Linked DNA regions of Mus musculus: region 2 is linked to region 1. Evidence: chromatin contacts called from public promoter capture Hi-C data. All regions are on one chromosome and are shown on one strand. The core of a region is the stretch at or near the end of the contact, and the rest is flanking DNA. Distances in the headings are between cores, read along the strand shown.

Region 1 (6,234 bases), core at 1,913-4,412:
GTACAGATAGAACAGGGACAGATGGACAGATAATGGACAGACAGATGAAGGGATGGATGGATGGATGGGTGGGTGGATGGATGGATGGGTGGGTGGATGGATGGATGGATGGATAGATGGTTAGATGGATAGATAGATAGATAGATAGATAGATAGATAGATAGATAGCAGGTGAATGGGTGGACCCACATAGCTAGTAGATAAATGTGATACAAACTCGTCTATTCAGCAAATAATCAATAGCTTGGTTGTATTTGTTTGATTGGTTGCTTTGGTTTGGAGACAGGTTCTCACTATGTAGTCCTGGCTGCCCTGCTGTGGAGCTCACTGTGTAGATCAGGCTGGCCTTGAACTTTCAGAGATCCTCCTGCCTCTGCACTCCACAGTGCTGGGATTGAAGGTGTGAATCACCACATCTGGCCACTTTGAGAGGAGGTTAGACTGTAGAGAGGCACAGGGTCCGCCGAGGAGTTTGCCATCTAGTGGGAAAGAGAGGCCTCACACCCTCTGTGAATCTCAGGCAGAAGAAAATCAGATCAATTGTGATCAGAACCAGGGTATAGAGAACTCAGGGAGGAGATGGCATTTCGGTGTGAGCAGACCAGGGGGGAAACCTCGAGAGGCACCCAGAAGAGGATGTCAGGAAGGATGCCAGGGGAACTGGCTCTCTACACCCAGTAGGGAACTCATCGTTCAATCTCTGTGGATCGTGAACCCTATTTATTTATTTAAAAGGCTGTGAACTCTGGGCATCGGGTACTAGAGGGCAGGCGAGAAAGGCAATGAGAGGTGAATCAGGCCACTTACACCATGCCACCTGGAAGGGGCATTGTGTCATGTCCCCCGTTGCCACCCGAGGACGAAATCAAAAGTTTGAAGAATTCTTGCATTTGTTTGTTTTCATTTATTTTGATGTTTTTGTTTTGGCTTTGTTTTACACTTATTTTATTCATTCATTTGTGTGTGTGAGAGAGAGAGAGAGAGAGAGAAGGAGAGAGAGAGAGAGAGAGCAGGTGCCAACAGTAAAGTCTGTCAACAACTTGTGAGAGTTCTTCTTCTACCATGTGGGGTCCAAGGATTGGTCATCAGGCTTGGCAGCAAGCACCCTCACCCACTGAGCCATCTCACAGGCTGTGTTTTATTTTGGAGGGATGGTGGAGGTGGGGGGGGGTGTCTCACTATGTAGCCCAGGCTAGCCTCAAACTTGCTATGTAGCCAAGCATGACTTTGGACTCTGATCCTCTGCCTCTATCTTTCTGGAGCTGAGATTACAAGCATGCAATGCCACACCTGGTTTAGGCAGAGTTGGGGATAGAACCCACAGCTTCCTAAATGCTGGGCAAGTTCTCTACCAACTGAACTACAGGCCCGGCCTGAGACTGGAAACTATTTCCTGTTGTTGTTGTTGTTGGGAGTGGGCGTTGGGGTTGTGGTGGTGATTTTTGTTTGTTTGTTTGTTGTTTGGTTTGGTTTGGTGTTTTTTTTTTTGTTCCTTTGTTTTTGTTTTTTTGTTTTTTTTTTTTTTTACAAGACAGGGTTTCTCTTTGCATAGCCCTGGCATAACCTCAGCAAAATCCTGGGTTCAATCCCCAGCAGGGCACAAACAAACAAACTCTTGTCTGAGGCACACCACACCGGAATGACAACAAAGCCAAACATCTCAAAGCCTGATCTAGATGTCTAGATGTGGTTGAAAAATTGCTTTAGGGACCCCTAGCTTCCCCAGCAGTGTTCCCCAAGCCTCCTGTCCCAGTGGAAAGGTTAGCTATGTCTGAGTGGGGTGGAAGGATGGAGGGTGACTCTACTTCATCTCACCCCCCAACCATCGGTTGCTCTCCAAACAGCTTCATCTGCATCTCCATTCTGTCTCCCAGGCCCCGAGAAAGTCTTTGAGGACCTCAGCAATATCTAGAAAGATAAGCTTGTCTATAAAACTCCCATCGCTGTGGAAGCAGAGACAAGAAGACCATAAAATTTAAATTCTACTCTCCATGGAAAGTTCCATATCTCTGGGTGGTGGTGGAGGTGCGTGCATTTAATCCCCGTGCTCCCAAGGCAGGGGCAGGCAGATCTCTGAGTTCCAGGCCAGCCTGGTCTACAGAATGAGTTCTAGGACAGCCTGGAGTACACAGAGAAACCCTACCTAGAAAAACAACAAAACAAAAATAGAAAAAGAAAGAAAGAAAGAAAAAAGGAAAGGAAGAAAAGCAGGAACAGAAAGAAGCTAGGCTTCAGGGCTGGTGAGAGAACTTCCCGAGGAGAAAGCCCGAGTGCAGGGAGGTGATCTAGAGAAGGTGAACTCTTAGAGTCCACTTCTGAACTTTGCTGTAGAGGCATAGGACAATCATAAGAGCGCCTGGGTACAAGCAAGCATTGGGGTTCAACCGCACAGGACCCTGGGAAAGTGAAGAAGGCAGGCAAGCGATTTACTGAACTCACTATGAAGCAGAGGATGACCCTGAATTTCTGGTTATCCATCTATCTATCTTATCTATCTATCTATCTATCTATCTATCTATCCTATCTCTCTCTCTCTCTCCATCTATCTATCTAGTGTTTATGTGTCTAGGAATACATATGGATCTCAGAGGTCAAATTTTAAAAATCGAGTATTTTCTTCCAACATGTGGGTCCTAGGGTTTGAACTCTTGTCCTCAAGCCTGGTGGCAAAGGCTTTTACCGGCTAGCGGTCTTGTTTGTTGTTTGGGATTTTTTTTTTTGTCTCTTTCTTTCTCTCTCTCTCTCTCTCTCTCTTTCTTTCTTTCTTTCTTTCTTTATTTCTTTCCTGTCTGTCTGTCTGTCTATCTGTCTGTCTGTCTCCACCTCCCGAGTGTTACACTTACAGAATCACCCCCATGCTAGTGTCTGTGGTTCGGAGGATCGAACCCAAGGCTTTGTGCACGCTAGCCAGCCCCAGCCCAGTCCCAGCCCCAGCCAGACTTTCTGAAACCTGAAAAGTAGAGACTAAAAAGTGCTCTCAACAGAAAGAAAGGCGAAGCACCGCCAAAGCTCCAGGATCAGTGGTTTCACACCACGCTCACTGGTTATGCTAATTTAAACATCACCTGCCAACTAAGGGCCACGCCCACCACAAGGACCTATCAGGAGAACAGGGGCGTGGCCATGGTAATTAGGCGCAGCTGGCTACGTTAAGCGCTCTCCAGAGCGCCCGAGAGTTGGCGACAATAGTGGCCATGGCGCGCGCGCTGGCGGATCTATCCGTGAACTTGCAGGTCCCCCGGGTCGTCCCTAGCCCGGACTCGGACTCGGATACGGACTTGGAGGATCCGAGTCCCCGGCGCAGCGCGGGTGGCCTGCATCGATCACAGGTCATCCACAGCGGACACTTCATGGTGTCTTCGCCGCACAGCGACTCGCTGACCCGGCGACGCGACCAGGAGGGGCCCGTGGGGCTCGCCGACTTCGGGCCGCGCAGCATCGATCCGACACTCACCCACCTCTTCGAGTGCTTGAGCCTGGCTTACAGGTGAGGGCGGACCGGGGAGCCTGAGTCCCAGCTTTCCGTGGTGGGACCGCGCACTGGGGCTCCTGTCCCAAACTGCTACGGGGGACGCTGGACACAACTTAGGCATTATCTTCCTCGCCTGGTCCTGCGCAACCCACGGACCCTCATGAATCATTTGTGTCCCATCACTTGCTTGTGGCGCCACTGTCCTGTCCTCCACCTTTGTCTCCACCTTTGCAGGGCCTTCTACGGTTGGGCCCCCGCTCTTTGATTCTTCTGCTTTTGCACTTAAATGCCAGGTGTCTTTCACACTCCTCAGACTATAACCCATCCCGTCCACTGCCTCCCTCCACTCGTGGTATGCCTGGACTGTTTCGTTCATCCTCAGCAGTCCCTGCAAAGTCCCACTCTTCCCTGCACGCTGCAGTTATCCCGTGGTCGCCCTCATAGGCAGTGTCCACTTACATGGAAACAGTTTCTTGCTCACTTGCCCAGACACCATTTATTTTGGCTTGATTTAGTTTGGTGAGCCAGAGTCTCACTCTAAAGTTCAGGCTGGCATTGAGCTAGGTAGCCCAGGCTGGACTCCCATCTCGGCCTCCCAAATACGGGGATTACAGGCATGAGCCACCGTGTCTGATTTAGAACGCTACGTCAAGGTTGGCGGGAAGACGGTGCCCAGCACCTGCCCAGAGCCAGCAGAGGGTGCTGCAGTCCACCCTAGGTCGGGTAGGGAAAACCTGGTCTCCCCGAACCCGGTAAGAGGCTGCAAGGCAGCCAGGAACCCTGTAACTACGGCTCAGACCTCCGGGGCCGCACCCAGCTTCAGCCCCACCTATGTGTCCCCGAGGAGGGCGCGAACTGGGGTCTTGGCCCAGTGCCCTGGAGCAAAGTTCCCGGGAGCAGTGGGAAGAGGATAAATTATCAACCGAAAACAGTAGGAGAGAAAGGGGGATCGGCCGGCCTTGATCTTTCTTCTCTGTAAATATCACGCTTCTTCAGCGAGCCTCCTCCCCTTCGTAGAACCGCTGGCTGTAGACCGGCACCTGCAGCCCCACAGGGGACCTGGAGCTGGGGTGGGAATTGCGGAAGAGCGTGGCCCACCTCGTGGCGGCAGAGCCACGCGACCCCATTGGCTGGAGGCAGAGTAACCTTGGCCCACAAGTTCTGGCCTCAAGCCCAGGTCATGTTGCAACCTGATAGTTCAGGGCGCTGAGACCAATGTGGAAAGTTCAAATTCCCTGTCCCGTTGCCCCTCCCCCGCCCTTGGACATCATGAGACTGCCTGGGAAGGGGCCATCTAAGGTCTCAGAACACCAGAAGCAGCTCACACTGGGGCAGTGCTTTAATTATCAAAGACTTCCGATTAAAGGAGAGGGAGAATATCCCTCACTCTCTTTCTCTTATTGAGTCCCACACTGTAGACTAAGCTAGCCTGGAACTCACTGTAAAACCGAGGCTGGCCTGGAATTCTGCTCTGGCCTTCCAAGTGCTGGAACTACAGGCACGAGCCACAAGAAGCCTTGGGTCCCCATGTTCCCCCAAAGGGTCTCCCGTTTCCCGACCACTCCCAACTCAGGCTTCCTGCTTCGGCCATACATTCCACTTGGGCAGGTTTAGAGGGCTTTCCAGCTCAGACCTTGGGCAGACAGAAGGGAAGCGGTTTTAGAGAAAGAGCACGTGGAGGGTCTGAGGGCACTCCCTAAACTGCAGCTCCCTAGGGTGGAGAGTGCCGTGTCCCCCACCCGCCAAAGAGCCAGACTATTAAATTCTCTTGAGTGGGATTCTGAGGATACCCAAGTTAGCCAAGTACACAGGAGTTTTTGGTGAAGAAAAAAAAAAAAAAACATAAAACAAAACGTGGGCCAGGAGAGGCTCTGCCAGGGAGGGTGCTTGGTCCCGGACTGGTGACCTGAGTCTGATTCCCAGTACCCACATCAAAGTGGCTGCAGGGAATTGACTCCATAGTTGTCTGAACTCTGACCTCCATGTGCCACCCACGAGCTCCCCTCCCAGTGAGACATAAAAATAAAAACAAAAGCAAATGCCCCGTGCTCACGCTCATGAACCCTGTGGGGTTGGGCATGCCTAGAATCCTAGAACTCAGGCTGAGGATGGAGGGCCAGGAGGTCAAGGTTGCCCTCCACTGCGGAGGAACTTAAGGTCTGAGGCCAGCTGGAGATGATAGGAGATCCTACCATCTCAAACAAACAAACAAACAAACAAACAAACAAATCTGCGGACTGTAAGATGTGACTAGGGGTTCTCTGAAGCCAAGGGTATTGCAGAGGGTGAGGCTCTCCAGTGAACAGCTAGAAATGTGGGGTTGGGGCAGCCAGGCAGGGGGTCTGGTGGTGGGTGGAACTGGTCAGTTAGGCAGGGAGAAGGACAGCCTGCAGACAGCCCACAGAGGCCTGGGCACCTCACCCCTGCCAAGAAGCGCTCCTGGCACACTCTGTTCCCTGCTTCTGTGGGTGGAAGCCCCAGGGAGGATAGCTGTAAATGGTCCAAGAAGGCACTTGTCTAGGGAGTGGTGGCATAGGCTGGTCATCCCAGCAGTCTGTAGGCTGAGGCAGGAGGATGAGGCTCCAGACCAGCCTGGGGCTACAGAGCAAGGCCCCGCATTAAAACAAACAAGCTAGCTGGCAAAAATTAAAAAAAAAAAAAAAAAAGAGGGACTTGGTGTAAAGTTATTTGTCTTACAAGCTTAAGGACCTGAGTTCAAGCCCCAGAACTGACAAGAAAAAAAAAAAAAGAGTCTGGTTTGC
Region 2 (6,819 bases), core at 1,363-3,862, 140 kb after region 1:
AACAGTCTGTGAGTTGGTCCCCAGCCCTATGTGAGTTCCTGCGATTGAAAGCAAGTCCTCAGTTTTAGCGGCAAGCACCTGTCTCCACTGAGCTCTCTTGCCAGCCCGGACCTTATTTGCTAAAGCAAAGTATGGGTGGGTAGGGGCGGGGGAGCTTACCTGTTTCTCTAAACAGGCTAGATGACACTGTTAGGACTAGAAGGAGCCATGTCACAGCCAGGGGTTCCTGGGTATTCATGAGGAGGTTCTTGTTGCACTTCAGAAGCACAGATCTCAGACTTGAGACAGGTGAGAAGAGAAACACACACCACGCACACGCACACACCCACAGCAGTCTAGGACTCCTATAATCCACCGATGCCCCCACAGAGGAACTTCCTCCTGGACAAGGGGTCAGAGGATGAATCTCATGGCCTCCGCCCCCCACCCCCAGCTCTGCTTATGAAGTTTCTCACCCTCCTGTCTTGTCTTCCCTCTTTCCAGCCCAGATAGAACACAGCAGTGCCACACGAGGGTTTATTCCAGTCACAGCTTCCAGAGAAATGCCACAATAAATTACATCATTAAATAACTCTGCACTGGACCCTGCCCCCTTCTGCCCCTTCTTATCCTGGGACCCTCTGTGGACTAGGACCACTCCCTGCATGAGACAGAAGGTCAAGGCCCTGAGCTTTACTGGGTCCCCACCCTAGTCCTCAGCCCCCTGTGTCTCACTTGTCTGACCTTGACAGCTGGGCAGCTGTTAGTCAGCTGTCTCTGAAGGGGGGAGGGGAGGGCAAGGAGGGAGCAACCATAACTCACAGCCTAGCCTATGTTCTAGAGGTGTGTGGGGTTCTCCAGAGAGGGGTCTGTCTTAGTCATGTGCAAGACCACCGTGGGGGCTTTGTAGTGGCAGTGGGTACCCCGGCCATAGCCCCCTGGGGTTCGGCAGGCCTTGGCCCGGGCTCGGCCAGCTGCCATTTTTCGGTAGCACAGGCTCTGCCAAGTCTGAAAAGTCTTGGAACTCCATACCCAGACTCCACTGGTGATGCCCACCACCAAGGACATGAAGATTTTGAGCATGAAGACAGCCACAGTGGGCACCGAGCCCCCTGGCAGCGAGCAGTCTCTCCGGCCTCCAGGCACGGTGGCAGCAGTACATGGTTGCTCTGTGGCCCGAAGCCGCCAGAAGTCCATGTTGAGGCGTTCATAAACGTAGCAGACAATGACGCAGGTGGCCGGCACTGTGTAAAGGATGGAAAAGACTCCGATTTTGACCATCAGCTTCTCCAGCTTCTCCGTATTGGTGCCTCCCGTCTTCATGATTTTGCGGATATGGAAGAGAGCCACAAAACCGGTCAGGAGGAAACTGGTACCCAGTACCAGGTAGCAAGATAGGGGTACCAACACAAAGCCAGTGAGGGCTGCCGGGTCCATGCTGGCTACATAGCAGAGCCCAGTCAGTTCATCGCCAGCCACCTTGCGCAGAGTCAGGACCACGATAGTTTTGAGTGCTGGCAGGCCCCACGCTGCCATGTGGAAGTAGCTGCCGTGAGCCTCGATGGCCTCGTGGCCCCATTTTTTGCCTGCAGCCAGGAACCAGGTTAGAGTCAAAACCACCCACCAAAGTGAGCTGGCCATCCCGAAATAATAGAGCAACAGGAAGACCAGGGTGCAGCCTGTGTTTTCCAGACCCTCCTGGATCACATACAGAGCCCCTGCCTCCTGGTCGCATGCCACACTCTGTGCACCTGCCACCGCTCTGATCAGGAAGGCCAAGGAGTAGACATTGTAGCACATAGAAAGGAAGATAATCGGGCGCTCTGGGTACTGGAACCGGTGAGGCTCCAGCAGGAAGGTGAACACGGTGAAGGCCGTGGAGAAGAAACACAACGCGGACCACACAGCCATCCAAACCAGCGCGAAGTCCTTATCGCGCCGAGACCAGAACACCTCGACGCCTGGCCCGCAGCGCGGAGCGCACGAGCGACTCTTCTCCACGTACTGGAACTTCTCGGGGTTGTCGCAGGTGCCACCGCTGCCGGGACCTGGGGCTGAATCTCCCGGTGGCCTCGCGGGCCGAGGTGCCACAGGGAGCATGCCCAGGCCCTTGTGGGGTTCTGTGGGGCCTGCTGTAGCGTTCTCGGGTGCCTCCATACAGAGTGCGTGCGGGTCGTTGCGCGTGGGGAGCCGGGCACAGTCGAGTGAGTCGGGCCAGCCGAAATTGAATTGCTCCATGATGGGGGCGCAGCGCAGGCGAGCCTGCTCGCACATGGGCCGGCAGGCTGGGATGGGAGTGGAGACCTGGTCGGTGCACATTGGGGCGTAGAGCGAGCAGAGGAAGAAGCGCAGGTGGCTGTGGCAGCCGTACTGCACGAGGGGCGAGAACTCGGCCAGCTGCGCCGCCGCCTCGCCCTGCGACGTGTGGCCCAGTAGGTTGGGCATGCGGGTCAGGTTGTAGCCAATGCCCCGGCACATGGGGATCTCCATCGCTTGGCACGGTGCGGGGCCACGGCCACGCTCCGGATCGAAGCGGCCGATCTCCAGCGCCGCGCCGCCCGTCGCCAGCAGCTGCCACAGCAGCAGCGCCCCGCGGAGCAGCGGTGGCACGGCCATCGCCCCGCGGCGCGGCCGCTCGGGCTCACTCGCACCGCTCCATCCCGCGTCCCGGGATCTGCGCGCCACGTCGCGGCTCCCGCGCCATCTCTCGGCCGCCCACGTGTGTCCCGGAGCGCGTGGCGCCTTCGGAGGAACAACCGCTACCACCGCCGTCGCCGCCGCCGCCGATGCCGCCGCCACTCCAGCCAGAGCCGGCGTGGTCTCCGCCGCCAGCCGCCGCGGCTCGGCACCCCGAGGGCGTGGTCAGTAGGAGGACACGCCCAGGGGCGGGGCAGTCCCTCAGGGCACGCCCCCGTCGCGCTTTAAAGGTGCCGCGCCTCTCTGCCACGCTGGAGGCGTGTGGGCAACGTTGTGGGTCAGCTTTTCTTCTCTTCTGCTCATTTCTTTCCCTTCCTTTGCAGACTCGACAGTCCGCGGGAACGCACCTCCCAATGTACTCCCTCGCATCAAGTGCGCCCTTTTCTTCCCAGGTGGGAGGGGACCATCCCAAGCTCTCCAAGCTCCAGGCTAGGGAGTTGCTTGTTCCCCCTCTCCTCTCTTCTTCCCTTAAGGGTGTTTTTGTTGATCCTGTTGTTTTTGAGACAGGGTCTCATATAACCCAGGCTGGCCTCAAGCTCACCTTGAATTCCTGATCCTCCTGCCTCATAAGGGCTGCCACCACATGAGGTTGTTTTTTGTTTTTTTGTTTTTTTGGTTTTTTTTTTATTAATTTATTATATGTAAGTACACTCACTGTAGCTGTCTTCAGACATTCCTGAAGAAGGCATCAGATCTTATTATGGATGGTTGTGAGCCACCATGTGGTTGCTGGGATTTGAACTCAGGACCTTTGGAAGAGCAGTCAGTGCTCTTACCCGCTGAGCCATCTTGCCAGCCCCCCACATGAGTTTTTTCTGCTGTTCATTCTAGGGATGGAACCCAGGCTAGACAAGCCACGTGCCCAGCCCAAGCTGATTTTGTTTTGTTTTCATTATATTTATCACACACACACACATCCTGCCGTTTGTCTGTCTGTGTGTGCGTGTGTGTGCATGTGTGTGTGTGTGTGTGTGTGTGTGTGTGTGACACGCACGAAACTGCATGCAAGCAAGGACAACTTGGGGAGTCAGTACTCTTCTTCTATCACGGGATACCTGCCCCCTGACTCGGGTCATCATGACTGGGATGGGGTGACTACCTTTATACTGAGCCATCTCTCCGGCTCCTCCACTTGTCTGTTTTGTTGTTGCCTTGCTTTGCTTTAAATTTTTAAATTTTCTTATTAATGTGCTTTGCTTGTCTATCTGTATGTGCACCACGTGTGTGCCTGGTACCCTTGGAGGCCCTAAGAAGGCTTTGGAACTGGAGTTGTGAACCTCCATGTGGGTGCTGGGAATCGAACCTAGGTCCTCTGGAGGAGCAACCAGTGATCTCAATTCCTGATCCATTTCTCAAACTCCCCATTTGTTTGTTTTCCAGACTATTTCATGTTGTCCAAGCTGGCCTCACATTCCTTATGTATCAAAGGACTTCTCACCCTCCTACTTCCACCTCCCAAGTGCCTGAGCCAGGTATTTCACAGTGATGATTTCAGCCTCTACTGTGGCCCTACAGGAAAGCCGGAGTCTCTGGTACAAGTCTGAAGGGAAAGCTATACTACTCAGGCTCACACACCTCCTCGGTGTCAGGACTGGCAGGCACATTGTTTCCCTGCTAAAAGTTGCCTGTTACATGCGCGCACACGCGTACACACACACACACACACACACACACACACACACACACACACACACACACACACACACACACACACACACACACACACATACACGGCTTGGCCAATACCCTCCTGCTATATTTAGAGCCGGGATTCAGGAAGAAGCCAGGGCAGCGCTGATGGCCGCAGTGAGAAAATGGGGTGGTCATTTCCTAGTCTCTCGGCTCCCAGAAAGCTGCAGCTCGGCAGGGACAAAGAAAAACATATGTGTCACTGGCATGCACCCAGCCCCCCCCCCCCCGAAAAGACTGGAGAGAAGAGGCTTTGTGAAGATGCAGCCAGCCCTGCACGCCAAACTGAGCCCCTGCGAGTCCCCAGGTTGGGTCTTGCTTCGCGATCCTAAACTCGGGGCTGGGGAGACGGCTTAGGCAGATAGGTGCTTTTTGGGCAAACATGAGGTCGTGAGTTCGGATCCCCAGCACCCACAAACGAAGCCAGGTGGCGTGATACACACCTGTTGATCACACTCCTGGAGAGGAGACAAGAAGATCTCTGAGGGTTCTACCTCAACCCCCCCCCAACCCCCACCTTATGAACCTAGGTCCTCACTTCTCCATTCTTTAAGGTTTTTTTTTTTTTTTTTTTTTTCAAATACCCCAAGACCTTTCTCTTATTCCATCGATCATAGTAGACTCAGGGGCAGGCTCTGCTTTGGGTCCCCCAGTGTCCTTACCTATCCTATAAGCCTTCTGCTATCTTTCCCTTCCTTTTTGCAGAACACTAACAGCCACACCAGACACCCGGGTGAGGGAGCACTTATTTCTGATCTCAAGGCTTAGCCTTGCTTCCTGAGCATCTGTCCCAGTGGCTGGAGCTCTCTTTAAGGAAAGTTGTCCCTTTCCTCAAAGCCAGCTAGGAGGCAGAGACTAGCCAGGAGTTCTATTTTGTATGTCCCTGCCTCCCACTCCAGGATGCAAAAGAGTTGGGGGCCCCTAACTTTGGCAGCCATAGTGGGAAGGGCAACTCCAGGGGCCAGTGGGATGCAAGGCCTGCCTGTCACTATGGCAACAGCCAGCTCCTGGGAAGCCAGAGGTGTATGTGTGCCTACCCCTCAGTGCAGATGCTTCAGGGGGAGGGAAGAGAAGAGGCCCCTTGGGCTGCCTGCCCACCCACCCGGCTTTGTTACCCGATCCCCCTCTTTACAAAAGAGGAACAATACCTCAGGCACACACTGAAAGGGAGACGATGCGAAGGGGCAGAGACCGAAGGAGGTCACCATCACTGCCCCACCCCCACTGGGAGCCCCTCGAAGCTCCACCTCCTTGGAAGATGCCAGCCTTTCTAGGGGCCTTGGCTAGAGGCCAATTGTGGGAAGGGACAGCCTTCTGTCCTGAGTTCCCACCCTCACCAAGCCAACCTTCCCCCTAGGCCTCTCTTGCATTGTAAGCTCCCCTCATTCTTGGATAAACCGGAATCCTTCCCCCAGGCCCCACCTCGGCTCTGATTAGCCTGTCAGGATGCCCTACCGGGCACCCCACTGCAGAGTACAGCTAACTGCTCCAAAGCCTGATTTCCCTACAAAGCCTGGGGGCTTCAGGAGGAAGGCACCGTGCCATGCCCTACAAGGTTCTGGCTCCTGGCCTGGAGGAGGCGCCTATAAATGTCCGTTGTGTTAAAAGAACGTGTGAAAGAGAGGGACCATTACCAATGCTTAAAGAGGGCTGGGGGAGACAGCGCAGGGAGCGATACACTTGCCCGGGAAGTGTGAGGAGTTTGAGGAGCCGAGTTCAAGTCTCCAGACCCATTTGAAGCCAGGCATGGTAGCTGTAATCCCAAGGCTTCTACAGGGAAATGGGACGTAGAGACAGGAGAGAGCCCCTGTAAGCCGGCAGGCCAGCTACCCTGCTTTACAGATAACGGACAACAACAGAGCCCTGACTCAAACCCAAGGTTGTCCACTGACCTCTACATGCAATGCAACATACACACACACACACACACACACACACACACACACACACACCATACGCAAAAAAGGTGTAGCATGCACCTTTGATTCCAGCAGAGGTAAGCCCAGTCTACACAATAAACTTGTCTAAAAGAAATGCTAAAAGTATTTTAAAATCTGTTATATGTATTTATTCGGGGGAGGGGCCATATACCTGCTACAGTGTGTAGGCTACAATGCACATGTAAAGGTTAAAGGACAACCTCGGGGTTGGCTCTCTCCTCCACTATGTCACCTTTGGGACTAGAACTCAGGTCATCAAACTGGGCGGCACACACATTTACCCAGTGAGCCATCTTGCCAGCCCTAAAAAAGCATCTTTTTTTTAATTATTAAAATTTTTAAATTTTTATATGTTTGTATTTGTATAGGGAGGGGTATGTGCACATGAGATCTGGGGACCTCAGAGGCCAGAAAAAGATGTCAGACACCCAGGAGCTGGAGTTATAGGTGGCTGTGAGGTGTTTGACATGGGTGCTGGGAAGCAAACTCGGGTGCTCTGAGAGAGCAGTGCATA

Evidence for each region. Capture Hi-C pulls out chosen DNA fragments and counts their contacts.
Region 2: a contact with region 1 is called in a promoter capture Hi-C map of liver. The contact joins the promoter of Fzd9 here to the promoter of Mlxipl in region 1. A contact is called at or near these places in 7 of 39 promoter capture datasets (the 3T3-L1 cell line, the SN4741 cell line, cranial neural crest and 3 more), 1 of 15 datasets of contacts at CTCF or cohesin (pro-B cells), 13 of 484 Hi-C or Micro-C datasets (3T3-L1-derived adipocytes, the HPC-5 cell line, Th1 cells and 10 more), 8 of 115 datasets of contacts at active chromatin or transcription factors (astrocytes, embryonic stem cells, microglia and 1 more) and 3 of 9 other capture datasets (adipose tissue, liver and pancreatic islet).

The regions. Positions count from the first base shown.
Region 1 is chr5:135,103,729-135,109,962 of GRCm38.p6, forward strand. Mlxipl (MLX interacting protein-like) reads left to right here and starts at 3,163. Exons shown (of 17, transcript NM_021455.5): 1 at 3,163-3,487. The coding sequence starts at 3,195.
Region 2 is chr5:135,248,435-135,255,253 of GRCm38.p6, forward strand. It overlaps Fzd9 (frizzled class receptor 9), which reads right to left and starts at 2,613. Exons shown (of 1, transcript NM_010246.1): 1 at 504-2,613. The coding sequence starts at 2,595. The coding sequence ends at 817.